Regions from separate parts of the Hordeum vulgare genome. Here region 1 is linked to region 2. The links are chromatin contacts, called in public Hi-C maps. All regions are on one chromosome and are shown on one strand. Each heading gives the region's core, a stretch centred on a gene start, on an enhancer-like site or on the middle of the called end of the contact. The rest is flanking DNA. Distances are from core to core; before and after follow the strand shown.

What was found. Hi-C and Micro-C count contacts between places; a contact is called where the count stands out from the background.
Region 1: a Hi-C map of leaf shows a contact between it and region 2, with 1.6 times the contacts expected there. The contact joins two enhancer-like sites. A contact is called at or near these places in 2 of 6 Hi-C or Micro-C datasets (leaf and seedling).

What each region holds. Positions count from the first base shown.
Region 1 is chr7H:607,593,883-607,597,757 of MorexV3_pseudomolecules_assembly, forward strand. No RefSeq gene overlaps it. Among protein-coding and RNA genes, the nearest start is that of LOC123409479, 99 kb to the right of the region's middle. Within about 2 kb of position 1,614, at least 1 of the 3 cell types and tissues checked has open chromatin away from gene starts, as enhancers often do. A contact at or near this core is called in leaf, where this site is marked.
Region 2 is chr7H:607,554,146-607,558,225 of MorexV3_pseudomolecules_assembly, forward strand. No RefSeq gene overlaps it. Among protein-coding and RNA genes, the nearest start is that of LOC123413091, 80 kb to the left of the region's middle. Within about 2 kb of position 2,831, at least 2 of the 3 cell types and tissues checked have open chromatin away from gene starts, as enhancers often do. A contact at or near this core is called in leaf, where this site is marked.

The sequences.
Region 1 (3,875 bases), core at 364-2,863, 39 kb after region 2:
AACATTTACGTACTCTATCTCATAGTTTAAAAAACCGAACCGGAAATCGAACCAAAAAGGTTGTCGGTTCAAGTTTTTACTGATCGGATCGCCGGTTCACCGGTTCGATTGTCGATTTTATAATAAAAATTTGATAAATGTTGAGTAATATATGTTCTAATATTGTATGAAACTATGGTGAAATGAAATTATTTTCTTGTAGTGAACAACAAAGTAGCATAGCCGAGTTAGTTATAGGGCCATGGGCACGCTTCACGTATTGCTCATCCGACCTGGGATCGAATCCCACTTCTCCCAATTTCTATTAAAATATTTTTCTAGTTTTTTCCGGTTTGTGACCCGGTTTTTCACTAGTTTTCTAGAAAACCGGTCGGTTCAACCGGTTTTCTCTGGTCCAATTGCAAAACGGTTTTATTAGCTTAAAAACCCGATGAGGCTTCTGGTCCGGTCCGGTTTTTTAAACTAAGCCCTTTCTAACATTTTTGTCTACGGAGCCACGGGAGCACTAGCTTGGCATGGTGCAGCAGGCTTCCTTGCATGCGGTGCAACGTTTCAGTGAATAGAAAGCTACAAGTCATATGTTCCAATGTATATTAATATCAATCACTTGATCCTTGAAAAAAAATCACATGATCAATGGCCCTGTTTGGATACTCTAACTCGATTAGAGGTTAGAGTTAGGTTCTAACCTTGAACTAACCCTAAACTAACTCTAACCAAAGAGGTGTTTGGATGGAAGGTTAGATTACCAATAAATGCACTTTTTTCAATCATTTGGCTCCTTTATCAAGGATTTGGTGTGATGGAGAGGTAGAGAGAAAAATAACTTTTGTGGACCCAACCTAACTCTAACCCAAATAAGCACCTCTTGGGTGTGTTAGTTTTTTTAAATGGGTTAGATGCATCTAACCAACTCTAACCCTCCTGTTTGGATGTTTTGGGGTTGGATTGGTCCAATCTAACCAACTCTAACTCTAACTCATGGATCCAAACAGAACCAATATGGATGTGTTAAACAAACGATGTGGGCATACAACTTTTGGTTACGACAAAAATGAATATGCACCATTGATGTCAGAGCTCCTAACACTGTAGGCCTATAATGGTAGTCCAAATGTGCCGGTGTATTGTCTGTAATTAGTGCTCACTTTTATGCTGGTCTTCACCAGTCCACCCGGTTAATCGTCATGCTCAAATCTCAAAGCATTTACTATGACGTCCACCAGGGTGGCAGCTATCCCGCGTGGCATGAAACTATTTTCGAAAGAAAAAACAACGACGAGCTTGGTGTGTAAGATGCTATTTCGCATAAAAAAGATCTTTAAGATTATTATAATGCAAACCAAATCAACATCGGCTAGATATCACTCACTCACAGACTTAATTAATATTGTACTCCCTCCTTCCGTCTCAAAATTCTTGTCTTACATTTGTCTATATATAAATGTATCTAGTCACGCTTTAATATTTGAATACATTTATTTCTAAATAAACCTAAGACAAGAATTTTGAGACGGAGGGAGTATGAGCTGGGCAGCCCAGACCATCGAGAGGAGAGCGATTGACCAGCTGAGATATTTTCGCATGAAAAGACAAACTCCAAAGATTGGTTAGTATGAACAAAAGAATAGAGGCCACATGGTTGTCACTTGGCCGTCGTTGCTAGCCGTACAGAAGCCAATACCACACGTCTGGAAATATATATTATTTTTTAGGGATATTTTAATGAAATATATAAGCTACACACTTTTTGTGCACTGATTATGAAAAGAAGAGTGGACTTCGTAACTTGCACGTAGGCTAGTGTGCATTATAAAGAATCTTGGCATGAACCTGCTTATCTTTTCACTCTATTTAGTTTTTTTTCCGCTAATAGATCATTCAAATCAATTAACCTTTCTTTTGTCACTACAAATCAGTTAACCTAATCCACAGTACAAATACTCAGGATTAAAAAAAGGGAGATATGTCGACTGATTAATTAATGTACTTGTATGTGCAGTTCTATTATTCATAAATCATGAATGAATTTACTTCGATTAATTAATATATAAATACACATAACTATGTCGTCCAGTTTGTGCCGAAGTTGTTAATATATAAATTAATCAAGTTGATTAATATATACCATGAAAATTATAAAAAAAAGTATTAAATAGGTTCATATATTTATACACCCGTGATTAATTCATAATACATACCATTTTTCATGGTTAACTAATATTTAAATATTCATGATTAATTTACTCAATCATGCTTGAGGGAACTTCGGTTAATATATGAATAGTATAAATAAAGCACAATTTGGATGTCATCCAATAATTTCATTATTAACAACTTGATTAATCCAAACAACTTGATTAACAAATACTATAAATAAAAACGAACATACTATTTTTAATTAATATATTGGACGAAGCATTCATGATTTTTATAAAAGATTAAAGAAAGAAAAGAATGTTCACAAAGGAGCTTCCGGAATTAAAAGATCATGGATGAGCTAGATCCTCGGAAAGGTTAAGGTCAACCACATTCACACCTGACGAACATCGCTCACGTTCTTATAATTATACACTGCCTTATTATGAGAAAATGATTGACCACAAAAGAATTTTTTTTGTTGAAAAAGACACACGGTCCATCGATTCGCTATGAAATAAATTGATAGGATATTATGTACACAGCCTAGGAACAAGACGAACAGAAGACGGAGACCACACACTCCTGCTGTCACTCCTGTTCGCCGTCCATATACGGATACCACATGTCTGGAGATATTCTGTTTGAGTAAATCTAGCTGCACTTGTTTCATGCATATTTCCTGAAAAAGGGACTAACTTTCTAACTCTACCCCGGACGTACCGGGCCACAACTCCCCGGTGCAACAATAGTCTGCATCTATAAATAGCTTGCCATTTCGATGGCACCTTTGTTGCAAACATATCAAACTAGATTTTTGCAAGAGCCGAACTAGCTACCTCTTTTCCGGTTTAGACCGTAGAAGCCGAAGAACACATCTTGCTGTCTACCCTTACGTACACTGAGGTAGATAGAACACTAATGGCGTCGGCTGCTGATGCAACCATGTACGCCGACCGGTTCCCGCCGGCTGAGTTGCACCGGCGGCCGGTGGACTACCAGCCCAAAACCTGGGACTACGACTCCATTTGCTCCTTGCAGGAGCAGGCCCACAAGGACGATAAGGTGCATGCACGATCAGCTAGCCGAATTTTTCTTCCTTTTTCTCCCTTCTCATTATCAGTTTCCCTGTCCGGCTATGTCGAGCCGATGGGTAGGTGCATCAGAACTGAGACATAATTTAATTGGGTGACGATCGAGGAAGAAGGCCAAGGAGCCAGCCTCATCACGGGGTGTTTGTTTACAGGGTAGGGACTATCTCTTTTAGTCCCATCTAAACCAAATAAGAGAGACTTTAAGGGACTAAAAGCCTAAAAGTGAACATTTAGGATTAAAGGAATAAGTCCCTATGGAAATGCCTTTTTGAGACTTTTAAAAACTTTTTTCAACAGTGCCCCGACTTTTAGCATGTCATTTAATAACCTCTAGTACATTACTAGGTGTAACATGGTCTTTTAGCATGTCATTTAATAACTTCTAGTTCATATTTAGTCTCTGAAACCAAAGAGATAGGGACTATGAACGTTTTAGTTGGAACTAAAAAAATTCTAGGACTTTTTAACCAAACAGGGCCTCAGTTCCGTGTCAATGCTACTGAGGCTAAGGCGGCATCACGCTAGGTGATTTTCCAAACGTGCTAGTTGAAGAAAGAGAGGGCTTGCAGGGGGATTTTCGTTACTTCAGAGTTGACTATTCCTCGGTTGACTTATACTAATCACTATTTATAAGTATATTTC
Region 2 (4,080 bases), core at 1,581-4,080:
CTAAAAAACCTGCATTTTTTCCCTTTACTAGAAGCACGACCGTGCCTCTCGCGGAAGTAAAACTGTGCCTCTCACGGAAAAAAAGAGAGCAAAAAACGAGTTTTTTCCCTTTCAGAGAGACACGGCCGTGCCTCTCGCGATAGCAACACCGAGCCTCTCGCGAAAGCAAAACCGTTTCTCTCATGGGAAAAGAGAGCAGAAAACGCGTTTCCCCCCTTTTTGAGAGGCACGGCCATACATCTCGCGGTAGCAAAATCGTGCCTCTCATGAAAAAAAAAAGCAGAAAACACGTTTTTCCCTTTTCGAGAGGCACGGCCGTGCCTCTCGCGATAGCAAAACTGTGCCTCTCGCTGAAGTAAAACCGTGCATCTCGCAGGAAAAAAGAGATCATAAAATAAGTTTTTTCCCTTTTCAAGAGGCACGGTTGTGCGAAAAAAAATCTAAAAAACACTCTAAAAAGTCGAAAACACGTGGGAAAACATAAAAAAGTAAAATACAAAGAAAACGCTCAAAACGCGACACTTGACGGCGACTAAGAACGCGTCAAGTGGCGACGCGCGGAAGTGATCGTTGAAAAGGTTTCGAAGAAGTGCTCGCTGACTAGTTATTCCCAAGGCTGAGGAGATGACGACCAAGATGATTTGCCAAAGCATGCCGGTGAACAAACAGAGGGGTGTGGGTGATATATTTATTCCATTGGATTAACTATTCCTTGATAGACTTAGAATAACTATTTATAAGTTTATATTTCTCTTAAGTTTCTTTCTACATAGTCTTCGTGATTAGAATCAACAACCGACGAGCATTTTTCAGTCGCTTGGAACATAGCAAGAAAGTTGTTTTCACTATTCCATAGAATAATAAAAGAATTCAAGCGTATACGAGGGCCATAGAAATAAAAAGTGACTTCTTGTCCTTTCGCTTGACATCTGACACTAAAAATCGCTAGAGTAACTACCCGTACTTTTTGATCAAAAGAAAATTTGTGCCAGGTGAAAGTATCATTGTCGGCAGAGGATACGCCGATGGAAACTGAACCACCACCAGCCGCTCCTGCGGTGGTGGCCACCGAGACATCCTCCACTGCCCAGGCCGCGGCGGATGACCCTCTTCCACCCGTCCCCCCGCCGCTCCCGCGGACGCCGGCACCATTCCTCTACTACTCGCTGGCGGAGGTGAACCCCGCTCTTTCGCAGTCTGCCGCCTCTCTCTCTCTCTCTGAGGAGGGCGCCTTCAGCGCTAGCTGCCACTCCAGCGTCGGCGGGCATCAGAAGTATCTCCGCTGCCCCCGTTCTGTCGGAGGAGTACGGGATCATCTCGCCGGGGAGCTCCCCTGCTGATGCTCGACCGGACGGGGATGCTCTCTCGCGACATCTCCGGAGCCTCTCTGATCCCCATGCCCAGGCGCCTCCGCCAAGGGCCTCCCTTTTGGCGCTGCGTCCTCAACCCTTTGTGTCTCCTTCTCTGGATCCGGATTCATCTCCCTCTGCGTCACCACCTAAGCAGCCGCCGTCGGCGATCAATTTGGATGCACACGTTCGGGATCCTGCGTCTCCATCAGATGGTTCTCTGCGTGTCTTCCTCCACCTCCTTCGAGTCATGCTCCCGATGCGGCTTTCCCTATGCCTCCCTCCAAAGCCTCCGCGCCCGATTCGGTTGGGACTTGCTCATCTGATGCTTTGGGAGGCCGCATAGGCCTGGATCTCGCCCCATCTCAGATCTCCCTGGCCTCGTCGGAGGACCTTCGCTCGGCTTCTGCATTCAGGGACGGCTTCCTGTCGGCCTCTACGCCGGAGATGCTGCGACGGCATCGAGTAGGACCTTTCTTGCCGGTCTTGAGGACTCATGTAGTGAAGCTCCTATCGTCGCCGGTGTGCTCGCCAATCTCCATGCTGACTGCTCCTTCGGCAAAGCCTGAGATTTGGCTTCAGGTATTGCTTCCTTCTCCGGCGCCTAATGCCGCGATTATTGCTAAGTTGATTGGGTCTTGGCTAGGCTCTACGTTCGAAAGTCCGCGGGTTCGGCAGTTCAGTCCCTGCTTATTCTCGATGTCTGTAGCTTGCAATAAGGCTGCCCAGTTCATAGTCTGTCTGGAAGGGATTAATTACAATGGGATAGTTATTTTTTTCCATCTTGCAAGACCTTCTCTTGCGTCCGCTCGCAAGTATTTCTGCTGCGCCCCGATTCAAAATTCAAAACAAGTTGGCTCTATTCTAGGGCCTGTGGTCAACCTCTCCTGCTATTTCTGCAAATGCTGCCATCGACTGCAATGACAACCGGCCTCTGTACCCTCTCAGCTCCGGTTTTCCTGTGGACTCTTTCTCCCCCATGATGCAACAATCTGCGAACTCAGCCTCTGCCGATGTAGTCCTATGTCCCCCATGTCAAAGTAGCATGGCCCTCGCTATAAAAAGCTCTTACGACCCTACCTCTGTGTGTTTTTCCCGCCCTGTATCGCCTGCTGCGCGTTCGATGGTTTCGGCAGCTGCTGCGGCCGCTCTCGCCCCCAAGCCACTCTCCCCTGTGTGCTCTCCCTCGCATGTGAATCCCGCCCCCGACGTAGTGCGCGAGCGCTGCATGGCTCCTGCCATGCATCCTATCGCTAGTCGTCGCGTGGCAGGGAAGAGGCCGACTCTTATTTTAAATCTGACGGCAGCCGGTATTCTGCCAATCCCGTCAGGCAACTTGCCCCTCCCCCCTGTCGTTTCCATCCGGGTCTCCGCGGTGGACAAATCACTACAGCCAAATGAAGGGATGTTCACGGGAAGTGATGTCGCGTTGCCCAAGACTCTTTTGCATGCTGCGGCGCTTCAGTCGGGGCACTGTAGTAGCCCCCAGCCTCTCCCATCGGGTGGCGAGAAACTTTCTTACGCCCGTGCCCTCGCCTCCTCTCCTTATAGCATGCAGACCTCCATGCAGCCGACGTCCCGCTCCCCAACTCCTCCTAATATCACTAACTTCAGAGATAGATGCCATAGGTGCCTTGCTCTCGATCACCGGGTCAAAATGTGTCGCGACCCTATCCGCTGCCGTCGGTGCTGGGGCTGGGGACACAACAAACATACCTGCAAGACTGTTTTATACTCTACCGGCCCGACCGCCATTGCTCATCATGCATCCACTCCTGAGTCTCCCCCGTCACCTCCTCCTCTCTTCCCTCAACCCTCCCCTGTGCAACAGTTGCCCGCCTCCATGGCCAGCTTCATCCCGGTGCCGATCGAGCTTTCCTCCTCTGAGGAAGTTGATCTCAACCTTCGCGCCGCCTCCTCTCCCCCGGCGAATGCCTCTGCCCTCCCTGTTCATGAGGATGTGGAGGATGTGATCATGGAAGAGGAGGAAGACCCTGACGAGGTAGAGTTTGAGTCCGGCGAAGAGGCCACGGACTGGGACTCGGACCCCTTCATGCTTCCTCCCTCCCCGCCGACTCGCCGTAGGAGTCATTCCAATGTCTTCATGCCATTCGTCGACCTTGATCACTTCCAAAACCTCGCTTTCGCCTACGTTAATCCTCCTCATCCTTCCCCCCAAGCCATGATCCGTCGGGCTCTTCTCTCGGGTGCTAGAAACCCCCAGGTTGCCATTAGAGCATCCTCTCAAGGTGCGAGACTGGTTGTATTCAGTTCCACATACGAAAGGGAAATCTCTGTGCCATTAAGCCCGTTCAACTGCCCCATCAACTCTATCCACCTGATCCGTCATGATGACACTGACAATAGATTCCTTTAATGCCTTGGCACGGTCTCTGCCCTAAACTTGGAAGACTTCCCCATCGAGTACTGGTTCCCAGAGACCATTACAAACTCTGTGGTGCCCTTAGCGTCGCCCATCCAGATCGATTCGGTCTGCCTGACTGGACTGGACTACTCTGCTGTTCTGCTCTCTGTCAAAAGCAGATCCTTATATGATGTGCCGCATACCATCCCAGTTCATGGCTTCTCCGGCCTAGGTGCAATCGTCTCCGTCTTGGTGGTTCGGTCTGAGCAGCTGCCGTCGGACCCGTCGTTCCCTTCTGATGACGGTAGCTCAAATGGCAGCGATGGCAACGACCACTTCGATGGAGAGGGGGGCGACTTCCCAGCC